Linked DNA regions of Sus scrofa: region 1 is linked to region 2. A link is a contact called in public HiChIP or PLAC-seq data. All regions are on one chromosome and are shown on one strand. Each heading gives the region's core, a stretch centred on a gene start, on an enhancer-like site or on the middle of the called end of the contact. The rest is flanking DNA. Distances are from core to core; before and after follow the strand shown. Region 1 overlaps IDE (insulin-degrading enzyme). Region 2 overlaps IDE (insulin-degrading enzyme).

Region 1 (6,630 bases), core at 2,566-5,065, 38 kb after region 2:
CCCTCTACATCATCAAAAATAAAAAAGTTAATGCAAAGTTAGGTCTTTTTACAAACTCCATTTACAAATGTTAGGGTAGTTAACATAAAGGCTAGATATACCCCTGTTTCTGAGTGGGTGAGGAGAGCAGAACTGCTCTTGGTAGCCCAGCAACGTAGTTAGGCCTAATCAGGGTTAAGGAGGCATCATGCATACCTTTGAGGAAACAGCCTCAAGCAAGGTGTCAAAGCTCTAACACAATAAAAAGGGCAATGACTCCTGGGACAGCCAACACGGAGTAGTGGTACCCAGGAAGCACCTCAAAGGGCCTGGGGGCGGGGAGCAGGGGGAGAGGGGACAGCAATGATGAGATGTTAGTTACATTAAGGGGGATGGATTAAATAAGTATATTTATCAAGGATAGTAAGAACCAGGGTCCTCACTATCAAGCAAAGAATTATAAACATGGAAAGGAAAAAAGCTAAAATGTACCTTGTAGTTCCTGACTGGAAATGGAGGTTATCTGTGTGATTCATGGTTTTCAATATATAACTATAGGCAGATTGGAAATAAATATAGATGTTAACATGTGTCTCTGTATAGCATACGTATATCTATGTACCCCTATCTATAATAAATACCTATTTACATACATATATTTCTAGCTCTGTCTAGTAAGAGGGCCTAGAAGTAGCTATCCTCCTCTTTCTCCCCAAATAGCAATGAGTTACATTAAGTATCTAAAACTTGGTTTCTAAATTTTTTTTTGGCTTTTTTGGGTTGCACCTGTGGCTAGGGGTTGAATCGGAGCTGCAGCTCCTGGCCTGTGCCACAGCCACAGCAACACCAGATCCCAGCCATGTCTGTGACCTACACCACCGCTCACGGCAATGCCAGATCCTTAACCCACTGAGTGAGGCCAGGGATTGAATGCACATCCTCATGGATACTAGTTAGGTTCATTACCACTGAGCCACAATGGGAACTCCTGGTTTCTAAATTTTAATCTCCACTAGGGTTCCTTGGAGACATGGTTGATTCCAGGACTGGATCAGGGCAATGAGAGGATGAGCCTGGAACATCTTGCTGTACCAAAAAATAAGAAAATACTAAAAGGAGGATGGGGAGTTCCTGTCGTGGCACAGTGGTTAACGAATCCAGCTAGGAACCATGAGGTTTCGGGTTCGGTCCCTGCCCTTGCTCAGTGGGTTAACGATCCGGCGTTGCCGTGAGCTGTGGTGTAGGTTGCAGACGCGGCTCGGATCCCGCGTTGCTGTGGCTCTGGCGTAGGCCGGTGGCTGCAGCTCCGATTCAACCCCTAGCCTGGGAACCTCCATATGCCGAGGGAGCGGCCCAAGAAATAGCTAAAAAGACAAAAAAAAAAAAAAAAAAAAAAAAAAAAGGAGGATGGGTGTTAAATGGATACAGGAGCCAGCTTAAGAGGGACAGCCCGTCCGAGACAACTTGAGCTTAAGATTAAATAATGATAGTAACAGATTAAAATTGTTTAAATAAAACAGTATATCCTAAGTCCAACTGATATAAATAAGTTAAAAGTTTGAGGAGGAACATTATATTTATGTAGTTTTAAAGTATCCCCCTGAAGATGCTTACAACAAAGAAAAAAGAGTATCTTTACAGTGGAAAAGCCTGAGACGAACTACCTTAAAGTAATCAAAGTAATTATAACCAATAAAGGACAAATCAAAACTGAGTGCCAACTGATAGGATAATGAAAATATAGATAACATTGATTTAGTGATATTTCTCCCAAAGCTGGGTAACCTGCATTCAGTAATCAAATAGTGTGGTCTGGATAAAGTCAGACTTACATATTAATGGAACAGATTAAAAGTTCGGAAAAAACTCTCACCTTTATAATCATTAATTCTGACAAGATCTCCTGGATTCCTCCATCTGCCCCCCACCCCAATACCCAAGCAAAACTGAAAAATCTTTTTTTTTTTTTTTTTTTTTTGCCTTTTCTTGGGCCACTCCTGTGGCATATGGAGGTTCCCAGGCTAGGGATCCAATCGGAGCTGTAGCCGCCAGCCTACGCCAGAGCCACAGCAACGCGGGATCCGAACCGTATCTGCAACCTACACCACAGCTCATGGCGACACTGGATCCTTAACCCACTGAGCAAGGCCAGGAATCAAACCCGCGACCTCATGGTTCCTAGTCGGATTCGTTAACCACTGTGTCACGACGAGAACTCCTGAAAAATCTTCTTTCTACCTGACTTCTGCAGACACTCTCCTTGATTCTTTGTCAATCTCTGCCTGCATTTCAACTGTATTTCAAAAAGCAGATTAGTCATCCAAAAACACAACTTACGTATGTCATTCTGCTACTCAAAAGGTATCTGAGGCTCTCGACTTCTTCAGGATAAAATCTCACTTCTTCTTGATTATAGTCTGAATTGCCCTGCTTCTGAGCCTTTGCTATTACCATTACTTCCATCTGAAATACTCTCTCTTCCCCTTCTCTGTTCATCCAAATTTTACATTTCCTTCGAAAACATTTGCTCAGGAGTTCCCGTCGTGGCGCAGTGGTTAACGAATCCGACTAGGAACTATGAGGTTGTGGGTTCGATCCCTGGCATTGCTCAGTGGGTTAAGGATCCGGTGTGGCCATGAGCTGTGGTGTAGGTTGCAGATGTGGCTCGGATCCTGCATTGCTATGGCTCTGGTGTAGGCCGGTGGTTACAGCTCCGATTAGACCCCTAGCCTGGGAATCTCCATGTGCCATAGGAGCAGCCCCAGAAAAAGGCAAAAAGACAAAAAAAAAAAAAAAAAAAAAAAATTTGTTCAAATACTGTATTTTCTGTGAAGCCCCCCTGTAGAGGAGCATCTGAACAGAGAGCAAACACTGCAAATAATCTGAGCAATACCGAGTCAAGCAAGGAGACCAGTGGGACTGGATAGAAGAGAGTATTTTGGAAACAAGATCAGAGAGAGAGGTAAGGAAAGGCCAGAGCCCAAAGAGCCTCCCTGACCATTATAAGGGCTTTAAGTCTGAGCAAAACAGGGATCAACTGCAAGGTATTCAATATTCCGAAGCCAAGATCTGGGACTTGGATTTCAGAAAGATCATGCTGTCAGCGGTGACAAGAACATGCTGAGTTGTATGAGTTCTCTGTATAACTCTATCAGATTTATCATTTCACTGCAGCATGATTTACACTAGTCAAGTTATGGAAGTAACCTAAGTGCACTTTAATAGATGAATAAAGAATATGTCATATATTATATATACATAAAATCACACAATGGAATACTGCTCAAACATAAAAAAGAATAAAATTTTGTCATTTGCAACAACATAGATGGACCTATAGGGTGTTATGTTAAAAACAGAATCACAGGGAGTTCCCATCGTGGCTCAGGGGAAACGAATCTGACTAGTTATCCACGAGGATGCAGGTTCGATCCCTGGCCTACTCAGTGGGTTAAGGATCCAGTGTTGCTGTGAGCTGTGGTGCAGGTCGCAGACGCAGCTCGGATCCCTTGTTGCTGTGGCTGTGGTGTAGGCCAGCGGCTACAGCTCTGATTTGACCCCTAGCCTGGGAACCTCCATATGCTATGGATGTGGCCCTAAAGAGACAAAAAAAAATTAAATTAAAATTTAAAAAAAAATCATAGATACAGAGAATAAACATGTGGCTGCCATTGGGGAAAGGACTGAGGGGAAGAAAGAAATAGGTGAGGGAGATGAAGAGGTTCAAAATAAATGAGTTGCAAAATAAATGAGTCATGGGTATGAAATATATAGTACAGGGATTCAACAATTATGTAATATCTTTGTATGATGAGATGATAACCAGACTTACCATGGTGATCATTTTGAAACATACAGAAATATCAAATTGCTATGTTGTGTAACAGGAACTAACATAGTGTTGTAAGTCAATTATACTTCAAAAACAAATAAAAAAACACAGAAAAAGAGATCAGAGGAGCTCCTGCTGTAGTGCAGTGGGTTAAGAATCCAAATGCAGCAGCTTGGGTTGCCGGGGAGACATGGGTTCCATCCAGGCCCTGTGCAGTGGGTTAAAAGGATCGGGTATTGCTGCAGCTGTGGCTCAAGTTCAATCCCTGGCCCAGGAATTTCCACATGCCATGGGTATGGCCATTGAAAAACAAAAATACAATAAATTTTAGCATGATTTTAAAAAAAAGAGAGATCAGGGAGTTGCCATTGTGGCTCAGTGGTAACAAATCCATCTAGTATCCACGAGGATGTGGGTTCAATCCCTGGCCTCACTCAGTGGGTTAAGGACCCAGTGTTGCCTTGAGCTATGGTGTAGGTTGCAGACACAGCTCTAATCACAAGTTGATGCGGCCATGGTGTAGGCCAGCAACTACAATTTGACCCCTAGCCTGCGAGTTTTCATATGTTGTTGGTGTAGCACTCCTCACCCCACTCACCCCCCAAAAAAAGAGAAAGAGAGATCAGAGTTGTGGTTACCAGAAGAAGAGGGATGTGGGAAGGGAGAACTGGATGAAGGCAGTCAAAGGTACAAACTTACAAACTTCCAGTTATGGGATAAATAAGTACTAGGAGTGTAATGTACAACATGATATAGTTAACACTGTTCTATGTTATATATGAAAGTCATTGAGAGTAAATCCTAAGAGTTTTCATCACAAGGAAAAAAATTTTTTTTCTATTTCTTTAGTTGTGTATCTATATGAGATGATGGATGTTCTGCAAATTTACTGTAGTAATCACTTCATGATGTTTGTCAGTCAAATCAATATGCTGTATACCTAGGACTTATACCCTGCTGTATGTCAATTATATCTCATTAAAACTGCAAGAAAACAAATAAATTGAAATCTGCAATGAACAATCAAAAGGAAGGAAGGAGGGAAAAGAAGAAAAGTTGTGTCTTTTTTAATCTAAGTTCTGCAAAGGATCTCTTCAAAAGTTTGTTGATTTAACCATGTGTTAATCTGTAAAATCATTTAATTCTTTCCTACTTAGAATCATACAATTATAGGAGTGCCCGTGGTGGCACAGCAGAAACAACACGACTAGGAACCATGAGGTTGCAGGTTCAATCCCTGGCCTCACTCAGTGGATTAAGTAAGGATCCAGCATTGCCGTAAGCTGTGGTGTGGGTCGCAGACTCGGCTCAGATCTGGCATGGCTGTGGCCAGCAACTGTAGTTCCAATTAGACCTCTAGCCTGGGAACCTCCATATGCCATGGGTGCGGTCCTAAAAAGACAAAAAAAAAAAAAAAAGATCCTACAATTCTAGAGCTGGATGGAGGAACAGAAGTCATTCATATATCTCTCACAATTTTGCAGATTTATTCTACAAATGTGTTGATCATACTAAAACTCAGATCTACACCTGTTTAGGAAATAGAAGATCTTTTTTTTTTTTTTTTTAATAGCTGCACCTGTGGCATATGGAAGGTCCATGGCTAGGGGTCAAATTGGACCTGTAGCTGCAGGCCTACACCACAGCCACAGCAAAACTGCAACACTGGATCTGAGCCACATCTGTGAGCTATGCCACAGCTTATGGCAACACCACATCCTTAACCCACTAAGACAAGCAAGGGAAAAGAGGAGTTTCTGTCGTGTCTCCATGGCTTACCAACCCATCTAGTATCCATGAGAATGCAGGTTTGATCCCTGGTCTCAGTGGATTGAGGATCCGGCATTGCCTCGAGCTGCAGTGTAGGCTGCAAATGCGGCTTGGAACTTATATTGCTATGGCTGTGGTGTAGGCCAGCAGCTGTAGCTCCAATTAGACCCTTAGCCTGGGAACTTGCATATGCTGCAGGTGCAGCCCTAAAAAGCAAAAAAAAAGAAAGAGAGAAATCAAGGAATAACAGTATAGCATATTATCCGGAAATATTAAAATAAATTTCAAAATAAATTGTTCAGGGAGTTCCCGTGGTGGTGCAGCAGAATCAATACGACTAGGAACCATGAGGTTGCAGGTTCGATCCCTGGCCTTGCTCAGTGGGTTAAGGATCCTGCGTTGCCATGAGCAATGGTGTAGGTGGCAGACACAGCTTGGATCCCGCATTGCTGTGGCTGTGGCATAGGCCAGAAGCTACAGCTCCAATTAGACCCCTAGCCTGGGAACCTCCATGTGTCTCAGGTGAGGTCCTAAAAAGACAAAAAGACCAAAAAAATAAATGAATAAAAATTAAATAAAATACAATTGATTTGCAATGTGCCAATTTCTGCTGTATTGCAAAGTAACTCAGTCATACATATATACACATTCTTTTTTTATATCATAACCTGAACTTGAGACTTTGTTGTTATACTACAAAGGAAACTAGAGCTACTTGAAAAATTAAAACTAGTAAGAGCACCAACTGATTATAAATATTGATATGTATCAGATGAGCTGTCAAAGGAATATTCTTTATCTATCATTTCATAAAACAACTATATAATCTTTACTGCCAGCAACTCGGTTTCACTAGCATCGTCACTCCAATTGACTATGAGAAACTGACTATTATCAGAGCCATAGTACAGCTAGAGAGCAAGGCATATGGAAGTTCCCAGACTAAGGGTAAATTGAGCTACAGCTGCCAGTCTACGCCACAGCCACACCAAGTGGGATCCAAGCCATGTCTGCAACCTACATCACAGTTCACAGAAAGCTGGATCCTT
Region 2 (6,620 bases), core at 3,187-5,686:
CAGAGAAAAGTCAATTTGATAGTTACAATCATGAAAACCTTAACTGCTCTCTAAAAACTCAAGATTCTGCTAATATATCTACAGTTAGTTAACTTGGGATTAGTATAACCTTTTTTTAAAGCTTTTTCCTCTTCTTACAGCAATCTTCTCAAGATCTTGGAAGAGGGAGTTCCCGTCCTGGCTCAGTGGAAAAGAATCTGACTAGTATCCATGAGGACGAAGGTTCGATCCCTGGCCTTGCTAAGTGGGTTAAGGATCCGGCATCGCCATGAGCTGTGGCATAGGTTGCAGACACAGCTCAGATCTGGTGTTGCTGTGGCCGTGGTGTAGGCCAGTGCTACAGCTCAGATTTGACCTCTAGCCTGGGAACCTCCATATGGCTCAGGTGCGGCCCTAGGAGGCAGGTTGGATCTCTGGCCTCACTCAGTAGGTTAAGGATCTGGCATTGCCGTGAGCTGTGCTGTAGCTTGCAGATGTGGCTTGGACCCTGCGTTGCTGTGGCTGTGGTAGGCAGTGGTAGTTCCGATTATACCCCCAGCTAGCCTGAGAACTTCCATATACTGCTGGTGCGATCCTTGAAAAAAAAAAAAAAAAAAAAAGGATGCTAGGGAACCAACTCAGTATTGTGAAAACTGGTTAATAAAGTGAATAAATCAAACATTTGTCTTGCCTTTTCTATAGTAACTGCCGCACTGGGTAGCCAAACAGTAGAAAAGGGGATTTTTTTTTTTTTTTAAACAGGAGTATTCAAGCAAATCAACATGAGAAAAAATAACCGAGAGGTGATGCACTAAGGATGGATGCGATATCAAAAACAGGAAACCAGACCTTATACGCCCCTGATGCCAGAATACATCACTACCTATGAAGCCTTGTCCAAAAATAGATAAAGAATCTGATCAAAGCCCATATTCAATTGCCAATTTGTGGCAATACAGAAGATAAGAATGTTAAACTACACTGTTGAGAATGCAATCAGCAAAAGCTAAGCTAGGAAAAGTTCTACACAGGAGCTCCCTTGTGGTGCAGCTCCCTTGTGATTCAGTGTTGTCACTGCTGTGGCCAGGGTCACTACTGTGGTGCAGGTTCAATCCCCGACCAGGGAACTTACACGTGCTGTGGGCATGGCTCAAAAAAAAGGAAAAGAAAAAAGTTTTACACAACAATCTGATTTTTCAGTAAATAAATTTCCAGGGGGTCAAAGTAAAGGAGTGGAGGAGATGAAGAATAAACCTACAGACTCAAATCTTAAAAGACAAATCAATCACTGACATTTGAAACTCTTATGGATCCATTCAAATAAACTTTTTAAAAAGTATGACTTTTATGAGATGACTAGAAATTTGACTACTACCTGGATATTTGATGATATTAATGGCAATGGTATCATTACTATGTTTTTAAAAAGAGTCATTATCTTTAGAGACATACATTGAAATATATGTGAAACAGGATGTCTGGGATCTCCTCAAAATAATACAAGGGGGTGACTGGAAAAATGGATCAGACAGGACTGGCCAGGGGAAAGTAATGTACACACAGGGTTTATTATAGTGTTCTGTCTACTTCTATATGTTTTAAATTCTTCACTTAAAAAGAGAAAGGGAGGGAGGGAAGAAAGGGAGAAGAAAGTAAATGACTCATTTTTCACTGCAGTCTAATTTTTTGTGTCACTATCATCATCCCAGGGTCAGGAGTTATGCAACTACCTTCTGGCTCATATTTCACAATATTTTTGGGGTTCTAATCTGTTTTCCTACTCTTCCCTACTTTTCTATGCAAAAGTGTCCTTTGTTACAGCCAAACTATTCTAACTCATGTTCTCCAAAAGCTACTGGGCCCACTCTTTGGTCTGTGCTTCTTGTCATGGTTTTGGTTTTTCCCTAACATTATCACAAAGAACACAGGGTCATATCATCACACACAGTCAGAATGGCCATCATTAACAAGTCAACAAATAACAAACGATGGAGAGCCTGTGGAGAAGAGGGAACCCTTCTTCACTGTTGATGGGAATGTAAATTGGTACAACCACATGACAAACAGTATGGAGGTACCTCAGAAAACTAAATATAGAACCACCTTATGACCCAGCAATCCCACTACTGGGCATATATCAGGACAAAATTTTCATTCAAAAAGATACATGCACCCTTATGTTCATTGTAGCACAATTAACAATAGCCAAGACATGGAAGCAACCTAAATGTCCATCAACAGATGAATGAATTAAGATGTGGTATATAGACACAATGGAATACAACTCTGTCGAAAAAAAGAACAAAACAATGCCATTTGCAGCAACATGGATGGAACTAGAGACTCTCATACTGGAATCTAATATATGGTACAAATGAACCTTTCCACAGAAAAGAAACTCATGGACTTGGAGAACAGACTTGTGGCTGCAAAGGGGTTGGAGGAGGGAGTGGAAGGGACTGGGAGTCTGGGGTTAATAGATGCAAACTATTGCATTTGGAGTAGGTAAGCATTAAGATCCTGCTGTAGAGCACAGGGGACTATATCTAGTTACTTCTGATAGAACATGATGGAGGATAAGGTGAGAAAAAGAATGTGTATATATATGTGTGACTGGATCACTTTGCTGTTCAGTGGAAATTGACAGAACACTGTAAACCGACTACAATGGAAAATATAAAAATCATTTAAAAAAATTAATGAAGCAGGCAGAATAGAACAGTGGTTAAAAGCATCTGCTCATGGCTCCAGCATTCAAAAGCTGAGTGACCCTAAGCAATTTAATTACCTCCCCTAAAGTCTTAGTTCACTCACCTATAAGACAGAAATAATAAGAACATGTACCTACTGAGGATATGATGAGAATTAAGTAATCCATGCAAAGTGCTTAGTACAGAACTCAGTAAAAATTAGTAAGGAGGCAAAGAAAAAGAAGAGATAAAGGGGGGAGTTCCCGTCATGGCTCAGTGGTTAATGAATCCGACTAGGAACCATGAGGTTGCGGGTTCGACCCCTGGTCTCCGGCGTTGCCATAAGCTGTGGTGTCGGTGGCAGATGCAGCTCAGATCCTGAGTTGCTGTGGCTGTGGCTTTAGATCCAATTGATCCCTAGCCTGGGAACCTCCAGATGCCACTGGTGCAGTCCTAGAAAAGACAAAAAAAAAAAAAAAAAGAGAGAGAGAGAGACAGAGATAACGGTCCTGGAAAATTAAATATGAGATTATACTCCAGTGAAATCCTGGGTTTGCCTGGCCTCTCCAACTAAACCAGAAGCACCCTGAATACAAAAACACTTTGCTTTTTTTTTTTTTTTTTGTCTTTTTAGGGCCGCACCAGAAGCATATAGAGGTTCCCAGGCTAGGGGTAGAATTGGAGCTGCAGTTGCCAGCATATGTCACAGCCACAGCAACATGGGATCCGAGTCGAGTCTGTGACCTACACCACAGCTCAGGGCAACACTGGATCCTTAACCCACTGAGTGAGGCCAGGGATCGAACCTTCTTCCTCATGGATGCTAGCTGGGTTCGTTAACCACAGGGTCACGATGGGAACTTTTTCTTTGCATTTTCTAATGCACTTTACAAGCATAGGACCTTTAAAAAATTGTCAACTGAGGAGTTCCTGTCGTGGTTCAGTGGTTAATGAATCCGACTAGGAACCATGAGGTTGGGGGTTCGATCCCTGGCCTTGCTCAGTGGGTTAAGGATCCGGCGTTGCTGTGAGCTGTGGTGTAGGTCGCAGACGAGGCTCAGATCCTGTGTTGCTGTGGCTCTGGTGTACATCGGTGGCTACAGCTCCGATTAGACCTCTAGCATGGGAACTTCCATATGCCGTGGGTGCGGCCCTAGAAAAGACAAAAAAAAAAGACAAAAAAAAAAATTACTTGTCAACTGAGAAAGAAAGATAACCTGAACATACTTATAACACCTATTCAGATTTCTACAATCCTGTGATTAAATGCTAGAAAGCAGAAATGTTGCATAACAATAAAGAAAAATGTCACCATATCTAGATACAGCGCCACCCTCTATTTCCATATGCCCTCCCACTCTGCCTTTCATTCCACTGATACATCAAGGAGTGCCTGTTTTTTTTGTTTTTTTTTTGTTTTCCCTCACCCACACCCTGACTTCCTTCTTTTATTTCCTTCTCCAATGACTAAACCCATTCGCTCCCACAGGGTCTGTGGGGTTATGTTTAGAAAAACAGATCACTAAAGAATAACGAGAACAAAGTTTTCTCTTTCCTGTTCCAAACTACTTTTAAAAATTCAACAACTTCTGCTTTTATTCCACAAAGAGGCAAAAAAGGAAAAAAGGCAACAGGAAAAAAGGCAATGTATCAGGAATTATGGAACTAAAACCAAAGGCATAATAAGTGAGGGATAAATGAGGGGGAAAGAGAATGTGAACATCATGCAGGGGTTCCATTTAAAAAGGGAACAAGAGAATATTTCTCTAGTAACACTGCCTACAGTCAGTTCATCAAACCCACGGGCTCTTCCAGCAGCCCTGTCCTCCTCATCTTTCATGGCAAGGACCTTATCAAAGTTTTGCCCCTCCTCCACAGCTACCAATTCTCTATTATATCATTATTACAAAGACTACTATCATTTGCTGAGCACCATTATGACCAGACTCTTGGCTAACTATTCACAAGCACAACCTCCTTTAGCCCTCACACCAACCCGATATGGGAGGACACTGAGGCTTACGGAAGTTAAGAAGCTGGCCCAGAGTCTCTCAGTTGGTCAGTGGTAGAGCGAAGATTCAAAGTCAGCCCTGCTGAACTTCAGAGGCCAAGCTTAAGGTCACCGAAGCCTATGGTAGTGAGAAGTGGGATCCTGGCTGAAGGCTGAGGCTAGGAGGATCATACAGGGAGTCAATGAAGATGTGTGTTTAGAAACAGATGTAGCATAGAATATCTACAAAAATGACTTTCAAAGTAAATGATTCAAATGCTGGAGAGGGTGTGGAGAAAAGGGAACCCTCCTTCACTTATTTCTCTAGTGAGCTGTTTAATCTTTTACTTATTTCTTTATAGAAGTTTTTATCAGCTAAATGTTTTGCAAATATCTTCACTGGGGATAGGTTTGTCTTTTGTGTTTGTGTTTCTACTGAACGGAAATTTTAAGTTTTGATGAAGTCAATTTATCTTTATCTCCAGAAGATACGGTTTATGCTATGTGTGCTTGAGAACCATTTCCTATCTCAAGACTTTAAAACCTCTCATGTATTTTCATAGTTGCATAGCTTTATTTCCATAATTAGGTCCAATCAACCTGGAATTTATTTCTGTGCATGGTGTGAGATGATATCTAATTTTACTTATTTCTATATGAACTAATTGCCCCTGCATCAGTTATTAAAAGGTCTATCCTTTCCTTACTCAGATGTAATGTACCTCTGTCTTATGTCAAGTTTTCCTACATTTGTGGGTATGTTTCTAGGGCCTATAATCTGTTCTACTCTCAGCTTCAAGTATCTTTGCACAAATTCCACTCCTTGTAACAACTAAAGTTGTAGTGTCTGGTAGAAGTAGTCCCTTCTTTTTTGTTCTTCAAAATCATCTTAGCTATTCTTGGCCCTTTACTCTTTCTTATTAATTTTATAATCAGATTATCAATTACCAAAAAAAAACCACTTATTTTTGCAGCATCAGCATCAGGGGCATACAATGTCTGGTTTCCTGTCTGGTTTTGCTGTTGCATCCAAGCTTAGTGCATCACCTCTCTAAACTCTGTTATTTTTTTCTCATGTTGATTTGCTTGAATATTCCTGTTAAAAAAAAAAAACAACTCCTTTTCTTGGAAATGCAGGGCTTTCAAATGGCTCTGCATTTGGATAAATTCAGAGTGAACTATGCTATACTGAGTTTACTCATTCGTGAACGTGGTTTATTTCCCCATGTACTCAGGCATTGTTTTATATCCTATGTATGTATGCATTTATGTACGTATTTATTTAACTCGGGATCCAAGCCGAGTCTGCGACCTACACCACAGCTCATGGCAATGCCAGATCCTTAACCCACTGAGCAAGGCCAGGGATCAAACCTGCAATCTCATGGTTCCTACCCGGATTCGCTAACCACTGAGCCTTGACAGGAACTCCTATATCCATTATATATTTCTTGCTCTTTTGTTATTCCTAAATACCTTTTAGCTGTTTTTATATTGTGAATGAAATAATTTTTTTCTGTAGCATTTTTTGAATTGATTACTATTGATACAAGAATGCAATTTTAGTGTTTCTCTTCTTTTGGCGACCTCGGTGAATTATCATTATTAATAACTGCTCTGAAGATTTCTTGAATTTTTTTCATGCAATTGTATAGGTAAAAAAGAAAAGTTTCCTTTTCCTTCTTTTAAACCTCTTATATTTTTTCCCTTGACTTCCTGCTATGACTAGCACCTACAACACAGCTGAACAAAAAAAGTGATTAGAGTGTATTTTTGTTCTGGTTTTGCCTTTCAATGGAAATCCTTTTGAAATATCAGAATTAATCATGATATTTGACACAGGTTTTTAACAGCTCAACAGTTTTTTTGTTGTTCGGCTCATGAATGAGTTTTATCAAATGCTTTTCCTGAGGCTACTGAAATGACTGCCTATTACTATTACTATTTTGCTTTTTAAGGGC

What was found. HiChIP or PLAC-seq counts read pairs in DNA pulled down with a chosen protein or histone mark.
Region 1: an H3K27ac HiChIP or PLAC-seq map of alveolar macrophages shows a contact between it and region 2. The contact joins two enhancer-like sites. A contact is called at or near these places in 2 of 5 promoter capture datasets (fetal liver and liver), 16 of 47 Hi-C or Micro-C datasets (alveolar macrophages, blood, embryonic fibroblasts and 7 more) and 2 of 2 datasets of contacts at active chromatin or transcription factors (alveolar macrophages and skeletal muscle).

What each region holds. Positions count from the first base shown.
Region 1 is chr14:104,091,351-104,097,980 of Sscrofa11.1, forward strand. The region is part of intron 1 of IDE (insulin-degrading enzyme); the gene reads right to left. Among named protein-coding and RNA genes, the nearest start is that of IDE, 12 kb to the right of the region's middle. Within about 2 kb of position 3,816, at least 2 of the 83 cell types and tissues checked have an H3K27ac peak or open chromatin away from gene starts, as enhancers often do. A contact at or near this core is called in alveolar macrophages, where this site is marked.
Region 2 is chr14:104,052,630-104,059,249 of Sscrofa11.1, forward strand. The region is part of intron 4 of IDE (insulin-degrading enzyme); the gene reads right to left. Among named protein-coding and RNA genes, the nearest start is that of IDE, 51 kb to the right of the region's middle. Within about 2 kb of position 4,437, at least 2 of the 83 cell types and tissues checked have an H3K27ac peak or open chromatin away from gene starts, as enhancers often do. A contact at or near this core is called in alveolar macrophages, where this site is marked.